Linked DNA regions of Danio rerio: region 1 is linked to region 2. A link is a contact called in public Hi-C data. All regions are on one chromosome and are shown on one strand. Each heading gives the region's core, a stretch centred on a gene start, on an enhancer-like site or on the middle of the called end of the contact. The rest is flanking DNA. Distances are from core to core; before and after follow the strand shown. Region 1 holds the start of si:dkeyp-59c12.1. Region 2 overlaps st8sia2 (ST8 alpha-N-acetyl-neuraminide alpha-2,8-sialyltransferase 2).

What was found. Hi-C and Micro-C count contacts between places; a contact is called where the count stands out from the background.
Region 1: a Hi-C map of an unstated tissue shows a contact between it and region 2, with 5 times the contacts expected there. The contact joins the promoter of si:dkeyp-59c12.1 here to the enhancer-like site in region 2. A contact is called at or near these places in 1 of 18 Hi-C or Micro-C datasets (an unstated tissue) and 1 of 4 datasets of contacts at active chromatin or transcription factors (caudal fin).

The regions. Positions count from the first base shown.
Region 1 is chr18:26,647,685-26,653,019 of GRCz12tu, forward strand. It overlaps si:dkeyp-59c12.1, which reads left to right and starts at 4,019. Exons shown (of 4, transcript NM_001044330.1): 1 at 4,019-4,091; 2 at 4,198-4,251; 3 at 4,333-4,409; 4 at 4,771-5,199. The coding sequence starts at 4,019. The coding sequence ends at 5,199. LOC141378836 (a long non-coding RNA gene) reads right to left here and starts at 3,882. Exons shown (of 5, transcript XR_012394331.1): 1 at 3,835-3,882.
Region 2 is chr18:26,450,998-26,455,815 of GRCz12tu, forward strand. st8sia2 (ST8 alpha-N-acetyl-neuraminide alpha-2,8-sialyltransferase 2) reads right to left here. Exons shown (of 6, transcript NM_153662.1): 6 at 2,280-3,129. The coding sequence ends at 2,844. Among named protein-coding and RNA genes, the nearest start is that of st8sia2, 24 kb to the right of the region's middle. Within about 2 kb of position 2,879, at least 6 of the 62 cell types and tissues checked have an H3K27ac peak or open chromatin away from gene starts, as enhancers often do.

The DNA of each region.
Region 1 (5,335 bases), core at 2,769-5,268, 200 kb after region 2:
ACATATATCAAAGTTGTGGCTTAAAGGGCATCTACCACATAAAACATACACTCTAAAACCTAAAAGTAAAGATCACTTAATGAAATAAGTTAATTTAACTTATTAAACTTATAATTTTTTTTTCAAGTTACTTTGACTTAATGGAAAAGTGTTATGGTAACTCATAAACTAATTATATCAAGCAGAACTCAAACCAGAACTCAGAACTTTTTTTTTTTTTTTTTTTTATTAGTTAATTCTAATGATAGAAGCAATGACAAACCTTTTGAGTAGCTACAGGTATAAAGTTTTTTTGGACTGAACATTGATGAAGACAAATAATATACGTCTATATGACTCAATATGTTTATACATATATACAGTTACAGTACTCGAACCACTTTGTTTTTGTAACTTTAATAGTTTGCTGCAGTCGGTTTCCTCAAACAGTTTTAATTACGTAACTTATCAGGTTTTACAGTTTACTGTTTGCCAGAGTAATTGGCGGTTCATTTCACTGTGGGGTCCCATTATAAATGAAGGATAGTGTAAAAGTCAAAGGTTTTTAAAGGCTTATGAGGATCTCTTTTTATCACTCCATTATTTAGAAAATCACAAGTTTTTGTAGAATAGAATGTATGCAATCAGACAAATCATGTAAGAATATATTCTTCAAAGACATTCAGAATACAGATGAATAAGTGCTACATAGATAAACATGGCTCAATAGAGATAAAATGCTTTCTTTTGAATAGACCTGCAGAGGGAAAAAAACTATTTATGAATAGCCAAAAAGCTTTTTAAAAAACATTTATTGACTGCAGTGTCTTGCCTTAAAAGAATAGCTCACCCAAAAATACATTTACTCACCCTCAAGTGTTTCAAAACCTTTAGTAAGAGTTTCTTTTTCCTGTTAAACACACACTTATTTTAAAGATATTTTGAAAAATGTTAGAAACCTGTTAAAAAAGTAAATGGTTACAGGCTTTCGGCATTTTTCAAATGATCTTCTTTTGTGTTCAACAGAAAAAGGAAATTCCAAGAGAAGGAGTAAAATATGCCGTTTTGACTGCATTTATTTAATCAAAAATACAGTACAAATTGCAAAATTGTGAAATGTTATTACATTATAAAAGAACTGTTCAAAGTAGTTTATAATTTAATTTAATTCATTAATTATTGATTTTAAAAATTATTTTTATCTTCATTACTCCAGTCTTTAGAGTTGCATGATCCTTAACAAACCACTGTAATATTAATAATAATAATAATAATAATTTTAATAATAATAATAATAGAGAGTGATTTATTAAGGATCATGTATTATAGTATTTTTTTTTAGAAAATTATTCTGTTCATCAAGGTGACATTTATTAAATGTAAAAAAAAGTTAAATATTTGTTAAAATTTTAAATAACTGCTTTCTTATTGTATGTAGTTTCAAATGAAATTATTACTCCAGTCATCATTGCTTTTACCAATATTTAATAATAATAAATAATATTTATTATTGTTATTATTATTAATGGTAAAAGCAATGATGACTGGAGTAATAATTTCATTTGTTTTTTAAACATTTAATAAATGTCACCTTGATGAACAGAATAATTTTCTAAAAAAAATAAAAATAAAAAAAAACTGACCCCAAACTTTTGACTGGTAGTGTATATATAGACACAAACACACACCAGCAGCTCAGCAGGGTGACTTCAGGTCAGTAGCAGGGAAAGATTATGCAGACCCCCAGATACTGAACACTTTCTACACAGGCACTATTTAAAGCATCCCATCAGGTAGGATTACGGCCTGGCATGAGAGCAGATCTACTCAGCATGCAGGAAACGTGCGGACAGTCAGCTGAGCGTTTGACTTGAGATATAGTACTGAACTATGCAGATGTCTAGGAATCAATGAAGGTCACTGCAATCCAAACAAAAGCCCATTCTCTCTACTGTAGTGAGGAAAATGGTACCTCTTCCTTTGGGCCAAAATATAAATCAAGTAGAGCTGCACCCTTTAGGCCACCCATATCTTTAATGAGAAGACTGGTGGCCACACGCAAACCATGACTTTATTCGTTATATAAATGCTTAGTATACACAAATGGCTGTTATTCTTTCAGTAAGTCTATGTTTTAGATTTGATATACAGCATTATCATGTAAACATATTCCTCTGACAGAGCTCCAAGGTAGAAAAAGCATATAATAATGAATAAAAAATAATACTTGTCATACATTATAAGCCGAACAAATTACACAATATAAAATAAATCTAATTAAAATGTTTAAGAAAATACATTTAATAAACCTAAAATAAAGATACATAAACAATTTGTTATTGTAAAAACACATAAGAATGTGTAGCATAATATAAATACTAATTTACCTTATTATTTATTTATTTATTTTTCTAAACCAACTCTGGCACGAAAGCTTTGTAATTTTTGGGATTATGCTGAGCCCTAGTGGCCAAATGTGGACAAGGCACTTCATTTTAACTTTCCATAACTATTTTCCACAGTCCAAACAGCAAAAGGATGTTGTTGATGACCATTTTTAGTTCTCAACCTACAGTATTTAAAAAAAAAAAAAAAAAAAAAAACTGTTAAAAAGTGTATTTTAGATGACTACTATGCTAAAACTGTGAGGTGGAATGCATTGAATACACAGACACTATTTAGGACTGAACAAGATTTTTAAAACAACAAACTAAAACAGTACTTTTTTTTGACTAGTTATACACTGCAACTATTGTAAAAAGAAAGAAAAGAAGAACATTCTACACAAACGCGTTTTATGAAAACATAAATGGCAGCTTAATGCTTTTCATAATCATACATCTATTTAAAGAACACAACATATAATTTGTTTGTCACCAGTGTTATCTACGTTTTTTAAATATTAACAGCTTTTATAAAACAACATTTCCTGGTTATTTTCAGCACATTTAGTTAGAGTTAAAGAAAACAAAATAATGATACTGTAACAGATATGAAGCTTGTTTTATTTGTTTTATTAAAAGTGTGATTTAGTGATACAAGTTAATTTCATTACCATATACAGTATGTGCAATAACAATGAAAATATTTGAAATGATGAATGTGTATTTATGCATTCCTTAATCATAAATCTTGTGTGTAGTAGAATACAAGGGATGTAAAGTTATTTCTTGTCACATGTGACATAGTTTAAGTAATGTTATGGAGAGAACAAAAAACCCAACAACAACAGTATTATTGACGTAATGAATCACCAGTAAGAAACATAATGACATTCAGTGTTACACATAAAAATAAAACACCAATGACATTTTTTCATGTCTGAAGGCTGTTGACTAAATTAAGTAGTCCAATCAATTCATATTCTAGCAACAGAGATCATACCAGCGAGGCCAAAAGCTTCATATAAAATCATGAATAATTTCTGATGGGCCTTTCTTTATAAATCTTTAGGAAACATGAAGAAGAAAGTCAAGTTATGTCATATTATTTGGTTCAAAATAATAGATTTGTGTTAAACCATAACAGCAATGCCATGTTCCAAGGCATCAATACTTTAGTAGACTAATGTGCATAATAGTGTTTGATTTAAATATTTAAAAAAAAAAATTGAACCTAAAGATTTAATATTTTTGTTACACTAGGGACAGAAAAACTTTAATTTCTGTGGAATGACCCCAAACCCTGGATCAGTGTCTACAAACCTGCTAGTCCACTCATGCCACCTTGTGGACTTAAACAGGTTACTTTTCTGACAAAAAAATCTTTGTAAACAATAAACAGTGGTCAAACAAGTACAGTATTCACACTTACGATAAAGAAAATATGATAACTAAATTCAGGAATTTGACTTACAGCCGCTTGCTATTTGCTCCTCCAGTAGTTCATGAAACCAAACTCTTTGATTAAACTCACCGGCGATGCATCATCATATCATCATCACGGGAGCGAGCACGTCTAAGCTCCGCCTTCTCCTCAACTTTGTTGACAGCTGCGGAGACGCGCCAGATCATTCTCTCGCAGCATCTTTCTAAACAACATGACTGGACTAAACGGACAGAGAATGGACGCAAACGTCGTTGTTCTAGGCACTGACAATGTTGGTAAATCTGGTGAGTTTATTAACTAGCAATAAGTTTATAACATGCATGCGTTTCTCTTTTTTGTTCTGCTTTTCTCACATAAGTAACGTTTATGATTGCAACTTTTGTTTTGCAGCTCTCATTGTCCGGTTCCTGACTCGCAGATTTATTGGGGAATATGGTGATATCGGTAAGTAGTTCATTCATTGGCTTATTTATAAGTTTTGTTATGTTTCTTTCTTAATGTTTCACAAACCTGTTTTCTCTGTAGAATCGTTTTACACTCACAATATTGTTGTGGATGGACGAGAGCAAACTCTGAATATATGGGATGCGCCGTATTCACAGGTGAGTAATGTTTCAGAACCTATTTGTATATATAACAAGTAATAGTAACGAAAGGTATAATAGTAATAATAAATAAATATTATTTAGAAGAAAAATAATAACAGCATAAACCAGTCTAAAATGCTGGTTCACTATCTCGGCCGTGTTGGCTGGTTTTAAGCTGACACATAAAATTTCTGTAGTGAATATATTAAATACTCTGGTTTAAATGCTGAACGAATACCCAGTGTTTGTCTTATCAACAGCTGTAGCTCAGCATAAAAGTTTAGTTTGATCTTTTTTTCATGTATAAAATGCTCTTTATTGAATAACATTACACCATTTGAAATATTGAATTAACACCCAGTGGTTGTCTTTTCAGCAGGACCCATCCTTCGAGACTCTGCTGTGTGAGAAAAGACTTCAGTGGGCGGACGGTTTGGTGCTGGTCTACAGCATTTGTGACAGAGCCAGTTTCAACACTGTCTCCAGACTCGTTCATACAATAAAAACCACCAAAGACTTTCTGGGCTTTGAGAAGATGCCCATAGTTATAGTAGGAAACAAGAGAGACCTGCACCATCGCCGTACAGTGCTTAGTGAGGAGGGCCGGCTGCTTGCACTCTCAGCGGATTGTCAGTTTTATGAGGTCTCGGCTGCTGAGAACTACCACAGCGTTCTCATGGTTTTCCATGGGCTGGTGGATCGTATCAGAGAATCCAGAGTGTCTGTGAAGAAGTTAGCAGGCATTAAGGGAATTGTGAAGAGCATGTCTGCAGTGTTTGCCCGCAGGCGAACAGATTCACTGTGAAGCTGATGGGAGTTCTGGAAATAAAGCCTATTAGGTCTGATATGACCTATTTTAGACCCACTGAGAGAGATGAACCCTGCTCTCGTTCAGGACCTCTCATGTAACTACAGCTGGACCTTCCGCTTGGGCACTTAAG
Region 2 (4,818 bases), core at 1,629-4,128:
TTGATTTGCTTGCCTTGTGAGAATTCTCATCGTGTTTTTAAAATTTTTTTATTTGTTGTCGTTGAGAGGATTTACAACGTATATGGTGTCAAATGGATGAAGATCTTTTCTTAATTTGCTGGTGTTCTTTGTAATTCAATGTGTTTTCTTAAACTGCTGCATGTTAAGCTCTCTCTGGCACTGACAAATTACCCACACCGCATTTTGAATGAGAACAGGAGTAATTTCTGCCTTGGCTATCGATTACCAACATTTATCTTTTTTTTTTTATCTTTTAAAAATGCAGCAGCACAAAAAAGCTGTATGTTAGTGTACCTGGACAGTTACAACACACTGTTGTCAGGAAATTTGAGAGAAGCTGTGATGTTGTTTATCATCACTATTTACAGTTTAAGCACTTTTTTCTGTTAAATTTGACATGAACTGCTAGAACGCCGATAAAGGTGTTTACATACAAAGGAAAATTGTGGTGTTGGGCCAAAAACTACCCGTTATGATTGAATTATGTTTCTGCTGTTTTTTTACCTTAGAAATCCAGGTAATGTGTTAACATGACATTACTTACAAACTTATGAAACATTATGAAGCTCTGGAATGTGCATGTAAACAAACTAACTAGGCAACTTTAGTGCTGACACCTTATGGAGAAGCAAAGTAGTGCAAAAACAAAAGTACATAAAAGTCCTATACTGATCAATTTTGCTTCACACAATGTGCGTGGACCCTAGCATACATAAAAAGCAAAGTACACTTTGGGCTCAACGGTCACAACACTACTCACTATGTCTTTCTAAGGCAACTTTGTCAAGTTTCACATGATGCAGCATAACATTTTTTCCTACTTGAGGCACTAAATTATCATCCAAAGTACTGTCTAAAATGTATACAACAACATAGTGGTAAAACCCCTCTAAAATATTAATTCGAAGTCTAAACTGTACCATTTTAATTGTGAAAAAAACAGTCCTACATTCAGTCATGCCATCTGTGGGCTAAACAGACACATCGACTGTAAAGGCAACATCAACAAAAAAGACAATCATGATTTAGATGTTCCTTATTTTACACAAAATGTTCCAAAGGCTGAAGACAAAATGAAACTCTTATTTCAGGATTTCTGCAGGGTTTTAAAAAGTACAACATTTCAAAATAATAATTTTAAGCCTTAAATGGGTAGTTTACAAAAATATATTTAATTCTGTCATCATTTTCTCATTTATTTTCCCTACTTTGGAAGTCAATGGTTACTGTTTCCAGCTTTCTTCAGAACATCATCTTTTGTGTTCAACAGAAGAAAGACTCAAACTTCAAATATACGCACGCACGCACACACACACACAAATAATACATTAACACATATTATGGACTCACGACAAGGGATGCGTTTCTTCTGTACACAAATTAGTGTCATAGGCCCTTTGAAAATCAGTACATTCTTAAGTTTGCGGATGACATCATTATTGTAAGTTTGATGGTTGATGAGGAGGCAGAACATGGACCTGTTGTTGAGTATTTTACAAATTGGTGTTGAGAGGCTGGTCTCTATCTGAACACAGAAAACGAAAGAGATGTGCATTGACCTGCGGCAGAAGCAGGATGTAGTTTTAAGTACTATGGTTGATAACCACCAAATTGAATTAGTGGAAAGTAATAAGCACCTAGGTACTATGGACCTTTTTCATAAGCCTCATAAGACTTTAAAGTTTTTAATATTTTTATTCTTTTTAAAACTTATGAACATTTCTGTGTTTATGTAAGTAGTATATCATCATTTTTTGCCATTCGAATCAAAGAATTAACGTGTCTATGGGAAAGTACAGCAAATTTGACATTATTTTCTCCTCTGGCTGCCGTCATCAGTCTCACTCGATTATTTTCCTTTTTCTGATAGCCTTTATAACATCATCATATCATTTTTCTTATATTATAACAAAAAAAACAATTGTGAAAAATTATTTGTTGTATTTTCCCATTTACTGTGCTCCAAGTTTTCTTTGATGGTGGCATTTTATAATTTTCATTGATTTGTTGGTTTGCTATCTTAAAAGTAAAACAGAGGAACTTGCTGTCTGAGGTTTTAAAAACCTGCAGCAAAGTATCAGGGATAAAAGTGCCTGGGTTGTCCTATTTGTATGAAAGGCCATCAGATTACATCTGATATATTTCATTCTCTTTTTGTTTCATTTTAAATACTTCCCTCAGGATCTTTGGCAAAGATTTAAATTTTCATTTATTCCTTTTGCAATTGGTTTGCTGAATTTTAATGGGAAGAGGTAGTTTTTTTTTTTTTTTGTACTACTAATGTTGTTTAATGTTTGTCTTAAGTGTGTGGTGTGATATATGTGTTGTAAATCTAGTATGCTGCAGAAAAAAATTCTCCTAAAAGGTGACAATAAAGTTTACAGTAACAGTATGACAAGAAAACAAAATCAATATTTGTGATTTAGGTCTTTGAAATAAAAAAAAAAATGAAATGACATTCATCATGTTTCTGAATTAGTCCTAAAGTCTTTTTTATGAAACCTGCAGAAACCCTGTATTTTCTCCTCTACGATTTGCTTCCATCTTGTGGCCATATTTGGCATTTAATAAACTAAGACACTTAATGAATGATGTAAAAAACAAATGATATGAAAAAAAACTAACACCAGAAAGGGGCTTCTTATCAAACAGCATGGGGGATTAAAAACCTTTTTAAAATTGAACACTTTGGAAAACATCCCCTCTTCATATATTGCGTTCTCACTTATGGTCAAAGATTTACCTGAAATATTCAGTTGTTCCAGACTTTTTCACAGCATTTCCTTCCTTTGTGTGTGTGTAAGGTCCAGTGTTTAAAGAATTCATGTAGGAGGTTTGCATGGTCCCGTGTGCAGCCGCAGCGCCCCCTGTCTGTGAAGAGCACTTAAGGTCCTAAACTCCAGAGGCATTGTGTGTGGACTGGCACTAGATGTGTAGTGGTACGTTAGTGTATCATAGTAGTGATACTTGACTGGTTTGCCGTCAGGGTCGTGAGCGAAGGGCCAGAAGCCATACAGGTGGATCTCATCACAAAAGCGAGTAGCCATGGTGTACATCAGCAGTCCAGTGGTGGGACGTTTGATCTGGACATGGTTGGTCAGCCAGTAACTGTTAAAAACAACAACAACAACAGGATAATAAAATAAGAATAAATATATACAATAAATAAACTTTATTAGGATTAACTATACACTCATCATCATTTATTATACAAAAGTGGGTATAATTTTCTTTAATCTACATGTGTTTTTGTAATATAACATTCAGAAAACACAAAAGGTTGTGCAAGCTTTGTTCAAAAGGTTGAGATCAGTAATATTTCAGCTCTTAAACTCAAGGAGGCTACATTTATATGGTAAAAAACATAAGACTAGTAAAATTATGAAATATTACAATACAAAGCAACTACTTTCTATTTTAGTGAAGTTTTTAAAGTTATGTCCAGAGGAGCACATGATCGCGGGTGTTCTCTTATCCATAATCAGTAATAATCCAATCAGATTGATCCAAGCCTACTATAAATAGACCGCTTTCACCCTACTGCCTTGTCTTCGTTTTGGAAAAATACCCCCTTCCACCCCATCTACTCCTTTTCCTTTTGTTCTAAGGGGAGCTCTCAAGACCTACCTGATCTCAGACCCCCTTACCTGCTAAAAGACCTGGCAGGGGCCCTGAGTTCATTTATCTGCAAGCTCAGGGTTCTCTACCAGGGCAACATGCCAAACCTGCTAATAGAGTCCAGCAATATCTGTGTGAACTCTTCCAATGTCATTTATACATGTGATACAAAGATTTTTTAAACCCTCATTACTTCAGTGTCATATGATCCTTCAGAAATCATTCTAACATACTAGATTAATTGTCAAATGTTAAAATGTTGTTAAATTTATATGATCCAGATGTTTTAATGAGCTCAAAGTAAGAACGTTCATTTGAAATAGAAATCTGAAATTTTGCTGAAAATGATCATTTTAAAGGTTTTAAACAGCTTTTTAATTTCTGAATAAAAACCTATTTTGAGTTTTTAAAAGAAACCAAAACACATTTTTTCAGCTTTTCTATAATCTGAAAATAAAAAGGAATAATCTGAAATTTGAAGCTCACTTTTTTGTGATCTTAACCATTGCAAAAAAGCATCAAGTTCTTTTATGACGTATTTATCCCTTTTACAAGATGTAAGATAAGCTTTTCAGCTCAAAATACCCATCAGGTTATTTATTATAACCTCCAGAATCTGCCCATTTTGGTGTCTGAATACATTGTAGCGGTTTCTGTAGCCTGTGGCTTTAAATCTAAATGAACTGGTTCTCCCTGCCCACAGTTCCTCCGTGCATGTCTGCTTCTCATCATCAGCTAGATCAGATAAACAGCACAGTGACAGACTCGGATGAAGCTGAAATACGGCTCAGTCAAAAATACCAAGTAAGTTTATTTGATGTATTTGTGGTGGAGTCTATTTAAGCATTTCTGAAATGATGAGTCTCAAACAAATGTTGTTTGCAGTATAAACACACACACTCACAAATTAGAGTTTACTGACACTATGCAGCCGTGGTAATTTTAACGGTTAGGAATTACATAGCGATTTTACTGTCTTATAAAAATCACAGTTGTAACAAATATTTTAATCCAGTTTATTTGCTAAAATAAATGTACTAAGGACATGTGAATACATGTCATTATAAAAAACATGGTACCTGTCAATCAATTTGGTGGGCGAAAAAAAATAAATAAATAAAAAAAAAAAAACGTATTCCTACATCACAATGCGGTGTACCTCAAAATCACTGGGATTTG